Regions from separate parts of the Mus musculus genome. Here region 1 is linked to region 2. Evidence: chromatin contacts called from public promoter capture Hi-C data. All regions are on one chromosome and are shown on one strand. The core of a region is the stretch at or near the end of the contact, and the rest is flanking DNA. Distances in the headings are between cores, read along the strand shown. Region 1 holds the start of Glis3 (GLIS family zinc finger 3). Region 2 holds the start of Dmrt2 (doublesex and mab-3 related transcription factor 2).

Evidence for each region. Promoter capture Hi-C pulls out the DNA fragments that hold promoters and counts their contacts.
Region 1: a promoter capture Hi-C map of embryonic stem cells shows a contact between it and region 2, with 4 times the contacts expected there. A contact is called at or near these places in 2 of 39 promoter capture datasets (embryonic stem cells and liver) and 2 of 484 Hi-C or Micro-C datasets (both in embryonic stem cells).

The regions. Positions count from the first base shown.
Region 1 is chr19:28,675,645-28,682,961 of GRCm38.p6, forward strand. It overlaps Glis3 (GLIS family zinc finger 3), which reads right to left and starts at 4,433. Exons shown (of 11, transcript NM_175459.6): 1 at 3,952-4,433. It overlaps D930032P07Rik (RIKEN cDNA D930032P07 gene), which reads left to right and starts at 2,580. Exons shown (of 5, transcript NR_045330.1): 1 at 2,580-2,661.
Region 2 is chr19:25,668,723-25,675,635 of GRCm38.p6, forward strand. It overlaps Dmrt2 (doublesex and mab-3 related transcription factor 2), which reads left to right and starts at 3,689. Exons shown (of 4, transcript NM_145831.3): 1 at 3,689-4,036; 2 at 4,694-5,254; 3 at 6,829-6,913. The coding sequence starts at 4,730. 2610016A17Rik (RIKEN cDNA 2610016A17 gene) reads right to left here and starts at 3,517. Exons shown (of 2, transcript NR_045347.1): 1 at 3,356-3,517; 2 at 2,412-2,723.

The DNA of each region.
Region 1 (7,317 bases), core at 3,183-5,682, 3.0 Mb after region 2:
GCATACCAGGGCTACCAATGCATGCTCTATAAGCAGTTTTCCTGCTCATCTGGAGTCACACCAAGCCTGTTACTCATATTGGTACCAGACTGTCACCGGGTACAGATATGACCCATTTTCCCCTTAATTCTATCAAAATTAAATAATACTTGACTACTGTCTCTAAGCCAAACTGTTCCCATCTCCTTTAAAAATAAATAAATAAACTGACCTACTATAAAGTTGTGTGCAGATCAAACAAAGCTTGAACTATTCCAAGACACTTGTTAAATACAAGAACATGGGAAGTTAGGGCTCTCAACCCTCCTGATGCTATGACCTTTTGACATAATTCATGTTGGGGTGAGCCCCCCAACCATAAAATTATTTCATTGCTACTTCATAACTGCAATTTTACTACTGTTGTGAATCATAATCTAAATATCTGATATGTGACACCCCAAGAGGTGGCAACCCACAGGTTGAGAACCACTGCCTTAAAGAAGGGCCACCACCGGAGGTGTCTGTGTGGCCTGTAAGCTGGTTGTGTCCTGTTTATGAAGCTAGCAGGCATGCTCTTCCATATGGATTTTTTTCTACCTCAATTAAAAATATTGGCCTGTGTGTCAACTCTGCCTAAAGTAGGTAACTAGGAAAACTTGAAACTTTGGCATCTTTTAATTCAGTTCATCTTAATACCATGTTCAAGGTTTCATTTTGCCTCTTTCTCCTTGAATAAAATTGTATTTTCGTTACAAAGACTACCTATGTGTCTTTTTTTCTTTTACTTCAGTCCTGATTGAGTTTATCAACCAGCCAAACATTAAAGAGTTAAGCCTGTATTGGCACCTTATTTATACTATAACTTCCTTCCTCTATAGAGAAATAATTGCAGAAAACACAGGAAATGGCTTCTCCACAAAGGGTAAGAGTAGGTTCTGGCTCCTTTCCCAGGATCAGCAACTTCAGAACAACTCTTGCCATCTTGGAGAATTACAAACTAACATTCCAACTCCGGTGATCAATAACTATGATGCCAATATAGACAGAATGCCCTCAGGCCTACTTTACTAGTAGTAAAGGCAACGGGGGACGCGTTTCGGGGAGGAGAGCTAGTGAGAGAGAACACTGGCAGTCCTCCAAAATCAAATGATCCTGAATGCCACATGAAGAAAGGCAGAACTTTTACAAAGCATCACTTCCAGCCATTCAACTGTCCCCAGTCGGGATTTTTTTTTTTTTTTTTTTTGGGTCAGGCAAAAAATCCACCCCACTAGGTATACTCCAGAGTCCATCCAAGGAGAGTCACTTTCCAAACGGGACAACTCCAGGTATCCAAACTCTGCTAACCGGAAGAACTTTGGTAGAATCGCCAATGAAACTGGTGGAAACATTGGATGGACCAACGATGGCGTGAAGAAAAGCCACTCTACCTGAACTGACCTCAAGGGAAGCAAGGAGACAGGGAATCCACCCAGAGCACACAGAAGTAATTACTCACTCTGAAGGAGGCCTGAGTCCTGACAGGAAAGAAAAGACACGAACTAAGTAGCAATAAGAATGGGAAGAAAGCCTCCTTCAGTTCAAGGGGGAGGGGCTGGAGCTCCTCTAAATGAACACTGTAGCAGATCCTAGTAAAGGCCTTAAATGTCAGCAGTTCTCACTAGAGAAGGGGGGGGGGTGCCCTCTCACACAGTTCTCTCTCTATAGATCATTTCCAGGGACAGCCTTCATTGTTTTTCTGCAAACTTTTGCAGGCTGCACCTGCTTTGTGTAGCCTCACAGGAAACCAAAGAGAAAAAGGAGGAGTAAGAATTTTTAAACTAACCCAAATTCATTTTTACAATGAATCAAAATTCCTAACGTAGTCTAAAAATTGAAGTCCAACGGGCACGGAGACATTTAGGGAACCGGGCCTGGCTACTTCCCAATGAAGAAATCGTGACTCATCAAAGCTTCAGAACGGACACAAGAGAGTTTGCATTTGTCTGGAGTTCACCTTCGGGCCAAGAAATGCTCTCCACTGTGAGCCTCAGTGTTTTTTCTAGATGCTTAAGTTTGGCAGGGGTTCTTTCTCTGGGTCCCATAACCCAGAGAACTGGTCCACTGGGGGGAGCTGTATAAACTTCTCTTTCCTCACCAACTCTAGGGCCACCTGAGACCACTACCCCCAATTCAAGAGATGTTGAAGTCCTAAAGCTCTAAGGAATTGGAAAGGTGTCCTCTCCAATTGCAATTGCTGGAGTGCAGTCCCTGCGGGCACTGCTCTGGAGAATTCCGGAAGTGATCCCCTACACTCTATCCCATGGGACCTAGCGGATGTCAAGGAAGACAAGCCAGGAAGGGAGGTACACAGAGCAGAGGAACCAGGAGTGGCTAGGGGTGCGGGGTCAAGATGTGCGGCCCGGGACAGTGGGTGAACACCCCTCCTGGGGTCCTCAGCACCCTCCCACACACGGCACACCCACACACCTTTGCCCCGCGGGGGGTCTTGGGTCCTAGCCTCAGGGATCTCCGGAGGTGAGCGAGGGGCGGGTCCGGAGGTGAAGTGGAGCCTTCCCGGTGCTCTGGGCAACCAGACCGCCCCCGCTCTCCCCCCTCCCCCTCCCGCGGCGCGAGCGAGAGAACGCAACAAAACAAAACAAACTCGTGCCGGCTTCCTGTTGTGCAACCACTTTCTGAGTAAGTAAGGGGCTGAAAGGCCGCCAGTTAGGAAGCCGGGCTGCGGGGGACCCTGCTGGCCAAAGCACCCGGAGCCGCACTGGGGTACATAGGGCCCTGCACTGTGACCCTGTCCGGACCACGGGGCGACTACCCTCCCTGCCCCCACGAGTGTCGTTTTGCTATTGCCTCCCAAACACACTACCAGATCTAAGGGCGCGACCTCGACGAACCTTTTTGCCAAAAAAAGAAAAAAAAAAAGGAAACCTCCAAAAGTTTCCTCCAGGTACCTACTTGAATCATCCATAGTAGGATGACAAATCCGCCCTGGTCAAGGTTTTCAGACACTTGGGTGAGTTTCTCGTCCCCCGGGTGACTTGTCAGCTCTAGTGAGTAACTTGGAACTGTTGCTTGGGGCAAGGTGTGTGTCTAGGAGAGCCAACAGCTCACTCACGCTTTCCAGAAAGTGATCCCGACCGACTTCAAAATAGACACAGGGTCATTTATAGGGACCGGAGCCTTGAAGCGGGACTCGAGACAGACATTTCCCAAACAGTGCTGACATTTTGTCCCCGGCCCATAAAAATGTAAACGCGAGGTGACAAACCCGGCGGGGAGTGCTAGGTGTCTGAATGTGTCTGCGATTTCGTGGCGTGGGAGGTTACAGTTGAAAACTTGGCGGCTGCGGGTCGATGCACCGCTCCTAACTAGTAGCTGTGCCCCCAAACCCGAGGACCTCACTGAACAATGGGGACACCAACTTGGATGAGACGGAGAAGTGAAAAACAGCCTTCGTGGCGCCCCATAAACACGTGGAAGCCGAAAAGACAACTACAACCCCGACTGTGAGCTAAAGACCTCAAAGTCCCATCACTCCCCACTTTGCCAAAGTTTCCCTAAGTAGGACCCCGGTGCTCGCCCTGTATCTGGCCCTGATTGTGTAACCTTCTGGTACCTGTATTTTCAGTTAAAAGGCACGGAGACTCTCCCTCATAAACGAAACTTCCACACCTTGTTGGTTTCCTTTCTGTCTACACCCCGCGCTCTTAGGTAACTGACAGCCAGTTTGATGGCTAAATGAGTATTGCCATCAGCCTCGGTAAGGTGTGCCTAGGTCTCTAGAAGCCCTGTGAGTCTGGGGGAGTTGGTGTGCTCCTGTCCTCAAACCCGTGCGAATGCCACCAAGCCGGCATGCAGAAACTCTTTCTAATCCCGAGTTTGCGTCCCCAGGCTTGACCGCCCCCACACTCTCTAGCGCCTTCTCTCTCTGTCCCTCGCCTGCAGAACAAAGTTCCTATGGCATCCACTTACCAGGTAACCGGATTTCCACAACAAAGCTAGGCGAGCGAGTCCCTTCTCCCGGCCAGCCCGCTCGTGACAACACTAGCGATGCGTGGGTGGAGGCTGAGCCCCCTCAGCGCTCCACGCCGGCTCTGCCTCCTTCGGAAAGGAAAACTCGCATCCAAGCCCGTGGCCGGAGCGCGGAACTACGGCCGGAGGGCCGTGTGTGTGCCCGCGCGAGGCTGCGACGGCGGCGGCCCTGGGAGGAGGAGGCAGGGCAGCGGGCCGACTCTCCGCATCAGCTCCCTGTCCGCGCTACGCACAGGCACACTCCAGTCATGTCTTTACAAAGTTGAGAGGCGACTTCATGCCTGGCCCGGGGTGCTCATCCTCGCTCGGGGCCGAGGGCGACGCCTGGAGGGGCCGGGCTCGGGATGCTGGCTGCCTGAGCTGGGTCGCGGCTAGAGAGCGCCGGTGCGAGCCTGGACCCGGGCCCGCCGCGGCCCCGAGGTGCGCGGACCCTGGCGCCGGTGCCCTTGCGCGCCGCGCTCTGGGCTGCCCCGGCGGCGCAGTAGGGACGCGGCTGCAGGGAGAGAGGGGAAAGGGGGAAGAGGGCGGGAGGGAGGCTGCCAGGCGAGGAGTGTGGATGTGTGTGCGGCCGCGAGGGCCGGCCCGCAGCCAGCTGCTTCCTGAGTGTGAGCGCCGGAGGGGGCGGGGAGGGATGGGGGCGGGCTCCTGGTCACCAGGCCAGCCAGTGTCTCCCTCTTGACGTTCGCGCACACACGCTCCTTCCCATAAAACTCCAGAGCGGGTAACCGCGGGGCGACTCTTCACCTTTCTGAACCTATTTGTTTGCCTTTTTTTTTTAATCTAAAAAAGTGTCAGCCCTTCAACAGGACCTGTTGTCAACTCTCATGGATCAAGAGAGAAATCCTTGTAGTAAAAGGGGGCGGGGGGGAGTGGAAACGGAAAAGTGATAAAAACGGAGGGGGGAGGAACCCTAATATGTGGGATTGGATGCTGGTGGCAATTCCAAAACTGGCTGTGGAATGCAGAGAGGATGCCTGTGACATCTTCCAAAGGATAAAAGGAAGAGAAGAAGGTGGGGATGAGGGGGAAACAAGCAGGCTGGGAGGAATGGCACACCCACCTCGCAGACTTTGCTTGTGTACAGTGGTACTTTCTTCTTAGAGTTCAACATTCCCCAGCTTTCTATCCCACCTAAGTTGCAGCCCTTCCATCAGGCTCGATCAGAGCCATCAGAAGCCTCTCGCAAAAAGACCTCCTGTTAGTGGACCCACTGTGGATTGCCACAGAAAGCAAAGACTTCCCAGCTTGAAATCCAACGGGTATTTTACACTCAGCATCCTCCAGTTAGGCCTTTGTACAGTGAGTTTTGTTCTATTCCTCTTTGTGGATGAAATGAACTCGGTGGTGCCACAGCTTAGGATACTCCTCGCTAGGCTGGGTCTGGAGAGAGACAGCTCAGTGAGTGAAATGTTTGCCTTAAGAGTGTGGGACCACACAGTCAGCTATTGGATGGAACACAGGGCCCCAACGGAGGAGCTAGAGAAAGTACCCAAGGAGCTAAAGGGGTCTGCAACCCTATGGGTGGAACAACAATATGAACTAATCAGTATCCCCAGAGCTCGTGTCTCTAGCTGCATATGTAGCAGAAGGTGGCCTAGTTGGCCATCACTGGGAAGAGAGGCCTCTTGGTCTTGCAAACTTTATATTCCCCAGTACAGGGGAACACCAGGGCCAAGAAGTGGGAGTGGGTGGGTAGGGGAGCAGGGCAGGGTGGGGGAGTATAGGGGACCTTTGGAAAAGCATTTGAAATGTAAATGAAGAAAATACCTAATAAAAAGTTGGGGAAAAAAGAAATGTAAATGAAGAAAATATCTAATAAAAACGAAGAAGAAAAAAAATATATATAAAGAGTGTGGGACCTGGGGCTGGGCAGTGGTGGCACACGCCTTTAATCCTAGCACTTGGGAGGCAGAGGCAGGTGGATTTCTGAGTTTGAGGCCAGCCTGGTCTACAAAGTGAGTTCCAGGACAGCCAGGGCTATGCTACACAGAGAAACCCTGTCTCAAAAAAAAAAAAAAAAAAACAAAAACAAAAACAAACAAAAAAAAAGAGTGTGGGGCCTGTGTTCAAACCCACAGAACCTATGTTAAAAAGTCTAGCGCTGTAGTACACACTTGAAATTCCTGCACTGGTTGGGAGTTGGGGAGGGGGTAGACATCCAGATCCCTGGAGCCTGCCAGTGTAGCAAAGTCAGTGAAGCATCCTGTCCAAAAGTAAAATAAATAAATAAAAGGAGAAAGACAACTACACAGACCTCCAGCCTCCACGTGTGTGCACAGATTTGTGTACACACACGAACACGCAAACACATACAATATACACAGAAACAATTCCTCTGGTCCTTAGACTCTCTATTCTACTCTCATTCTAATATAACGTAGCCTTATAATATATAGAAAACCCCCAAGGACACAAATGACTTAGGCCAGGAAACCAACCAAAAAGATTGTTGGCAGTTGTGTGTGTGTGTCTCATTTCAAAAGAAGCGTTACTGGGTCTTAATCTGTAATAATCAGTAACGTCAGCAGGAGAAACCTCGTTTTCACAATACTGCTTCCGTAGACCTTCTTACGCTCTTCATTTCTTTTGGAGGGAAACACAAACTCTATAAAACACCACCGTGTCTGTCATCAGAAGCCAAAGGCAAGGGAATAAAACAGTAAGCGCTGTGCTCTGTCACTCTCTCCATTTCCTGTGTCTCCCTCTCTCTGCTCTTCATCTCCTTTTAAATACAAATGCCCAAGCCTAGGATGGCACTAGACGTGTCCAACCACACGTAAGAAAAGAAAATACTCATAAAATGAAGCATACAGTAACATCTCAAAAACAAAGAAACCAACTGGTGGAAATTGCCATGATTATTCCATTGTGGCTAGTTATTGCAACATGCCTGACATTCACATTAAAAAAAAAAAAAAAAAAAAAACCATCCTTATGAACGGCAGCCTTCAGGCGCAGAACAGGCTGCTAAAGTTCCAAGCATCACAGGAAACTCTGCTCCTCGAATGCTCCTGCCACTCCCCAGGCTGAAGTAAAGCCAGGCGGAGGGATGAGAAGACAGACAGGAAAAATGAAAACTTTGCCAGCATTTAGGTAATGTTGAAATGCTGTGGTTTCAACGTGTAGAATGAAAACACAATGTCTTAGGACCTAACACAAACTCCTGAAACTCCTCACACGATGGAAATATCAAAGCTATAAGAGAAAACATCTAGTGCCATACTCAACTTTAATAAATTACTCATGGGAATGAGATAATAAGGAAGTTGCAGGTCATTAAAGTCATTAGCATAGTGTAGAGAGCCC
Region 2 (6,913 bases), core at 2,439-4,938:
GAAGTACCCAGCTTGGTGATTCAGGGGCCATTCTAGTGGAATTCCCTTAAGGAATCTTACAACAAATGGAAGCCAGTTTGACACATGCTTGTCTTTCTTTGACATTTATTTATTTTTGGACATGTGTTTGGAGCAAGCAGACAAGCCATGCTTACCAAGGAAAGATCCCCCTTACCCCTTCTGCTCCTTCCCTTTGACTGTCTGAGGACAAGCTCATCAGCTGGTGGGCTCAAATAAAGCTGGGGCAGGAAGAGTGTAGAGGTGTGTGTGTGTGTGTGTGTGTGTGTGTGTGTGTGTGTGTGTGTGTTAGGTGAAGGGAGCCAGAAGCAAGCCAGGGCATGCTCCATCTTCACCCTTGTGGGTCAGTAGGGGAAGAAATCCAACTCTTCACAGCTTGCAACTGAGCCTTGTGACAGCTCAGAAAGCACTGGAAAGACCTGTGTTTGTGGCTTGGTATAGGTTTTCAGGCTCCTTTTAGGGATTTGTGTGTGTGTGTTTAAAGGTCTTTTTAAAGAGTGGCTGAAGAGAAGCCAGGCTCTTGCTGGATGCAAGTGCTATCCCCCTTGGAAGAGAGGAGATTTGGACATCTGCTTTGGAGATCTCACAGTGTGACTTGTTCTATCCTTGCTAGTTGAAGTTTTCCTATGCCAGGCCAGGAGAAGTTACTCTTCCCAAGATGCTGGGGGGCGGGGGGGGGGGGGGAAGGACAGAAGTCGCATAATCCTTAGGATAAGCAGCTGGAGCCCAGGCGTCCTCACCCCTATTTCTCCTGAACATTTAGTTTACTGAAGAGTTTGTGTAACTCTGGAATCCGTTGGCGGTTCAATAAAAGGCATGGCCATTTATTCCCTCCCCCCCCCGCCCCCCCGAAGAAGCACTCACAATTTCACTTAAGAGTATGGGAGTGTCCTGGACTTCCTGAAGTTTGTCCTAGGGTAAATCCCCACCTTCCTCGCTAGAGCCATCTCACTTTCCAGCCGCTGGTGGGAAAGTGGTTCCCTGGAGGGCCTCAAGACCAGAGGATGTAATTCAACAGGCTCTTGGTTACAGCTGCGTGTCCTGAAGCTCACAGATGGTGGTATAAGGAGGGAGGTCACACAGAGGAAAGAGATGAAGTGGAGGGGAAGGGGATCCCTAGATAGCAATGAAGTTATTGCCCTTTGTTCCCCCCACCTCACCTGTCCTTGGGGTGCTGGAGAAGATGTCCTTCCCAGAGGGGAGTATCCACCTGCTAGAGGTCTAGCTAAGCCTGTAGGCTGGCTCTTCAGCACCCCTTTTCTAGTCTGCCCACCATAGAGAGCCTGGTCTTTGCCCTATAACACTCCCAAGGGCTAGTCCCCTGTCTTAGGGCTCCCTATCCCCAAACCCCATTTCCCTGTTTTGGCCTCATCTGACTGGTTCATACACAGGAATGTTATTTGTCTCCTCCTCAAGTGATGTTTAAAGTTTGGCCCAGTACAAAGGCTCCTGGGCTCCCTAGTCCTGTTTACTTTCAGTTCAGGAAACAGCTACTCACAAGCTCCCCTCCCGGCTCTACTCTCTGCCATCTGGTAGCAAGCGAACCCATTTTCTCAACTTTGTTAATATTTAAAATTACTTGCGAAGGGCTAATTATCTTCTATCTTCTTAGGGGCTATACAAGCCATGAATAAAAACCTAGCCCGTTATCCACATGATCTGGCAGGGTAGAGTGGTGGAGTTATAGTTCATTTTCAATCGGAGGGCAGATGCGCACAGACTGCCTGTTTGCAAAGGTAGAAGACTGTCTCCTGTGTGTGTGTGTGTGTGTGTGTGTGTGTGTGTGTGTGTCTCGGTGTTGCTCTCGTGGAAGAAAACTCAGCATGATTTGACAAAAACAAAACAACACACAAAAGACCAGTGCCTAATCCTGTCATGGAGGCTCTAACCCTAACTCCAAGTGCTAACATCTGAAGGGTTGCAAGACAGCTAGGGAGCTACGAAAACAAAAACAAAGCAACCACAACAAGAACAACAAATAACCAAGAGGCCGTGGCAAACCAGCTGCGACCATTTCCGGCTGAGAGCCGAGGACTCCTCACTCTGTCCCTTCAGGGCAGAGGGCTATCCTGGTCCAAGGTTCTTGACCAGGTCCCCAGCTTTCCCGAAGGACAATGGGAATTTCAGGACTCCTCACTTTCATCACTGGAGAAAACGAAGGTTAGAAAACACGTTTCTACTGTAGTCAAGAACTTAAACGCACCCACCCAGGTTAGAAAAAAAATTAGGCGAGTTAAGTTAGATAAGGAAGACCACAAATGAGGAAACTAGGGGGTGCTGAGGAACCGGTACCAAGGATTAGTTCCCCCGCTGCCTCAGTGGGGAGCCTTGAAGCTAACAAGTCGCCCCTCAAGGCCCCCAGAGACACTGAAAGAAAAAAATCTACAGGAACATATAGAAAGTCATCTTTATACATTAACTGGATATTAGGAAGCGTTCAACCTCACAAGGGCCTGAGAATACCTGCGCTTCCGGCAGGGAGGCAGGCAGGCAGGCAGCTGGTCTTTGTTCTCACTTAGGCGAGCTTGGTTGACTTGGAATTTTCTGACAGGTTCGGATTAGAGGAAAAGAATCAGCTCCGAAATTTTCTCCCATCAACAGATATCCATCGCCACTGTAGCGCGTGCCCAGGAAATCGACAACCTGTTTTCTGATGTGTTTTCTAACCCGCTCTTCCTGCGGAGGGCTGGATCTTAAGGAGAACCCTTTAAAGAAGCATCGATGGGATTTTTAAATTTAGCTTAAGGTAATAGACTGTCGCGTTGCTTAAAGGACTTCTCTATTATTCGTGGGAAATTTGACTTTGTTTCAAACATTTTTGTGAAGGGTATTTTGAGAGAGAGAGAAAGAGAGAGAGAGAGAGAGAAGAAAGTTAGTTTTCTTGATAATCACTCATTCACACATGCTAAAAGGCTGCTACGTTTTAAAAGTTTTTGTATAAATGCTTGCTTAGATTGAATATTTTTTTGTATCTAAAATTGCTAATGGCGTGGTTTATTTCTATTTGCTCCCAGAATGGACTGTGCTATCCACTGATAACAGGAAACCGTAGATGGGCTGTAGTCGTTGCTGCCACCTGCCTCGCAAGCTCTATGGAAGTAAGGAACTGCTTTGCACCTCGGAGTTATCCACAAACTACAGATATTTGTAAGACATCTGGGCGCTGACCAGCAAGATAAACATGGACTTGTTCGTGCGGAGAGAAGGATGCCAGAGTGCCCACTTTAGAGTGGCCTCTTCTCTCGGCCCAACTGCCGGTCGATGGTTAAACACCGGAGATTATGATATCATCGATAGAAATCAACGCTAACCTTTCTGATCTCTACCCCTTAGTTACCTTCTCGAGAACAACGCGATGTATAAGAGTACGAGAATCAGCTTGTTCTCTAGTCGGCGAGATAAAAGGCGACTGCTCCGCCGCAACCACTGCCCACATTTTTAGGTTTAGCTTCTGGATCAGGGACCCGGCTGCAGCGAAGGCTGGCGGGTGGACTCCGGCGGCGCAGTAGCGCTAAAGGGAAGCTTCCACTGGGCTGAGGAGGAGGGCGCTCAGCCCTAGTGCTCCGGCCAATCGGCGTGCACACCGCCTGAAAACCAACCAATCAGAGGACGCAGAGCTCGGGGTGGGGGTGGGTGGTGGATAATACTAGGAAGGGGAGCTCAGGTCCCCGACTGCAGTGAGTGTCTCTGCGCCGAAAGCAAGCAGGGTGCGCCTGAGGCGGAGTCCTGGGTCCGGGCCGGACCTTTTCCGTCCTCTTTGGACCAGAAGTGGGAAGTGAAGTGAGGCGATCCAGGGTGCAGAGGACCGAACAGAACTTTGCAGAATTTGGAATGTACGGGGTGAGGTTGCTGAGGCCTTGACTCGCCTCCGGCCTCTGTCCCCCGGTCGCCATCCAGTGGGCTCCCGCCTCCTGCTCTCAGACCCAATTCTGTTTGCTCCCACTGCCTGCAGCTCCGGGGGACAGATCCTGAAGCTGGCTCTCTTTTAACTGGGTTGCTAGCCTGAGCCTGGTTCTTGGTGAGTGCTGTGTTGTCGCCGCTGCTCGGGAGCCAGGGAGGGCACGGGGCGTGACTCTTCACTACGGCTTCTTTCTGTTTCTGGTTGTCTTGCCTTAAAGATGAAAATCAAGTTCCCTCAACCTTGTGCGGCTCAAGCACTACTGATACCAGACCAGCTTCTTCAGCTTCATGGCTGTGTCCCCCACTCCCTGTGTGTGTCCTATATAGAGCATCGGTTTAGGGGAACCGGAGGGACGAGAAGACCTCTCTAGAGTCTTTGTGGTGGTGTAGGTCAATGAGAGACATTTGGAAAACGAGGTTTCAAGGTCCCTTGTAATAAAAGGAAAGATAGTTGTACCTTCGACATTTTTATATTTATCATGGCCATGTTAACTGGCTGTGGAAAAGCCTGACAAGTGGCTTAAACTGGCCAGTTAGTAAGGTCAGTGGGTGACTTGTCTGGAAAGGCAGACAGGACTCAGGTTAAAGGTCAGGTGCACAGACCACTTAGAATTAGTAAAATACAAGCTTCGTTGAACTGTGGATCTCGGGTGTGGCCTGTAGAAGAAAACTGAGTAATTCAAGGGGGAAAGCTGGCCTTGCAGAAATTCTGGGCCGAGTCTCAGAGAGGGTCCCTAATTGCGACGGGTCTTTAGGCCTTTTTCTGTCTCCCTAGCGCGCGGGCAACCGAGCCGAACGACAGTCTAGTGTCATGACGGAAGGGCAGGCAGTCCCGGGAGTCGGGGACTGGGAGATCGACGTGGAAAGCCTAGACCTGGAGGAAGATAGCTGTGGGACTCCACTGCGGGCCACGCCGCCGCAGGAACCCAGTCCGGCGGCGGCCGATGGGGAGGAGGACGAGGACGAAGAAGAGGAGGATGAAGATGTGGAGGACGAGGGTGACGGCGAGGAGCCCGGCGTGTCCTCGGAGGTGCCAGGCCGGCCAGAGCAGCCCGGGGGACTGGCACCCAGGCCACCGCCTGCTGCTCAGGCGCTGCCAGCCGCCGCCGCCGCCCCTGAGCGCGGTGCCACCGCCGGTGGCGGCGCAGAGCCGCGCAAACTGAGCCGCACACCCAAGTGCGCACGCTGCCGCAACCACGGCGTGGTATCCTGTCTCAAGGGCCACAAGCGATTCTGTCGCTGGCGGGACTGCCAGTGCGCCAACTGCCTGCTGGTGGTGGAGCGCCAGCGTGTCATGGCCGCCCAGGTGGCGCTCCGGAGGCAGCAGGCCACAGAGGTGGGTGCCGACAGGCTGGGGATAGGTCTCCAGGGTGCGCGCCCAGGCAGGATGAGGGAGTCCCTTACAGCAAGGAGCTGGGCTTCCACTCACACAACCCAGTGACCCTCGATCTCAGATCGCCTGGCAGGAGAGGTTCAGACACTGTCTCGCTAGCCTGCGGGGTTCCGGAGGGAAAGCCGTGGCCTTCGATGCAGAAAGTGCTGAAAAAGTCTCCTATTCAAAAAGCATTGAGAGGCAAAGGAATTAGGTCCATTTGGGACATCGCGGAAAAGTCAATAAAAATAAATATTTTCGGGTTTAGTTTTGCAGGTGGTTGGGGAGGGAGGAAGGTGGTTGACAGAGCGGTTGATGTCCAGTCAGGATGAAGCAGCACGCGGTGCTGTCACTGTGTGTCGCCCCACCTTGATACTTAGGCAGAACTTGATGCCCATTTTCCGGATGAGACCAATATGACAGCGGAGTTAAGGGCCCCTCAGTCCAAGGCTATTGACTATGTGACCTGCCAGAGAATGCTTAGAGGTCTTAGCAGTCCCCACGGTGCGGTGCGGTGCGGTGCGGTGCGGTGCGGTGCGGTGCGGTGCGGTGCGGTGCGGTGCGGTGCGGTGCGGTGCGGTGCGGTGCGGTGCGGTGCGGTTCTGTTGTGAGAAGTCAGGATTTCTCCTAGAGAGACTTTTGAACCCTGGAGTTTATACTTCCTCTTGTTGCTTTGGGGGAAGTGATGCAGGTTTCACAGAATCTCCTCTCAGACCTGAGGTTAGGCAAAATGTTGAATTCTTTGTTATCGTTATTCCTGTGATTGTTTGATTGTTTTCCCTGGCCGAGGTGGCCTTTAGGCAAGTGCTCTGCAATTGATCTTCTACCCGGGTTCCCCGGGAAAACTTTCGATTTGACTTCCCCTGCAGATAGGTGCTGGGAGGTAGTTAGGTCACCGAATATAGTGGGTGACTCCAAAGGGAACCTGCTCAAACTCACCAGACGGGCTTGGGGAACCTCAGATGGCCCTGGCTCTGGGTTCAACCTCTTTCCTAGATGGGCTAGTTGGGAGTAACCTGGCAGTGACCAGAGGACTCCCAGGCTGGTGTCCCTTAAGAGTTTTTTTTTCTGCCTTCACGTATACCACCTCCTCCAGAGAACTAGATAAATACAGAAGACCCCCCTCAAACTCTGGCACCCCATAGTGTCTACTCCACCTAGGGGAGAAACCACCCTGTATTTTTTTTTTTTTTTTTTTTTTTTTTTGGTCCTCAGAGGCAGTTAATATTCTGCCTAATGGGCATCAAGTTCTGCCTCAGTGTCAAGGTAGGGTGACAGCCTGGGCACTTTCACACTGAGGAGGCAACCATCCCCCCACCCAATCTTTCTAGGCTCTGTTCTTAAAGTCTCCTTGACTGTGGGTCTCACCTCCCTCTCTACACGTGTTCTCAGCTTCGTGAGATTAAGAGGCACTCCCGTTAATTATTTTGGAATGATTTTTTTCTCATAAGAGTTGGCAAAACAAATGCGTTAAAGGTTGGGGTGGTTTCAGAGGCTTTCTGGATGCTGCTCCTCACAGTTGTTTCTTGAATTTACAGGACAAGAAGGGGCTTTCTGGGAAACAGAACAATTTCGATCGGAAAGCAGTGTACCAGAGGCAAGTCAGGGCGCCGAGTTTGCTGG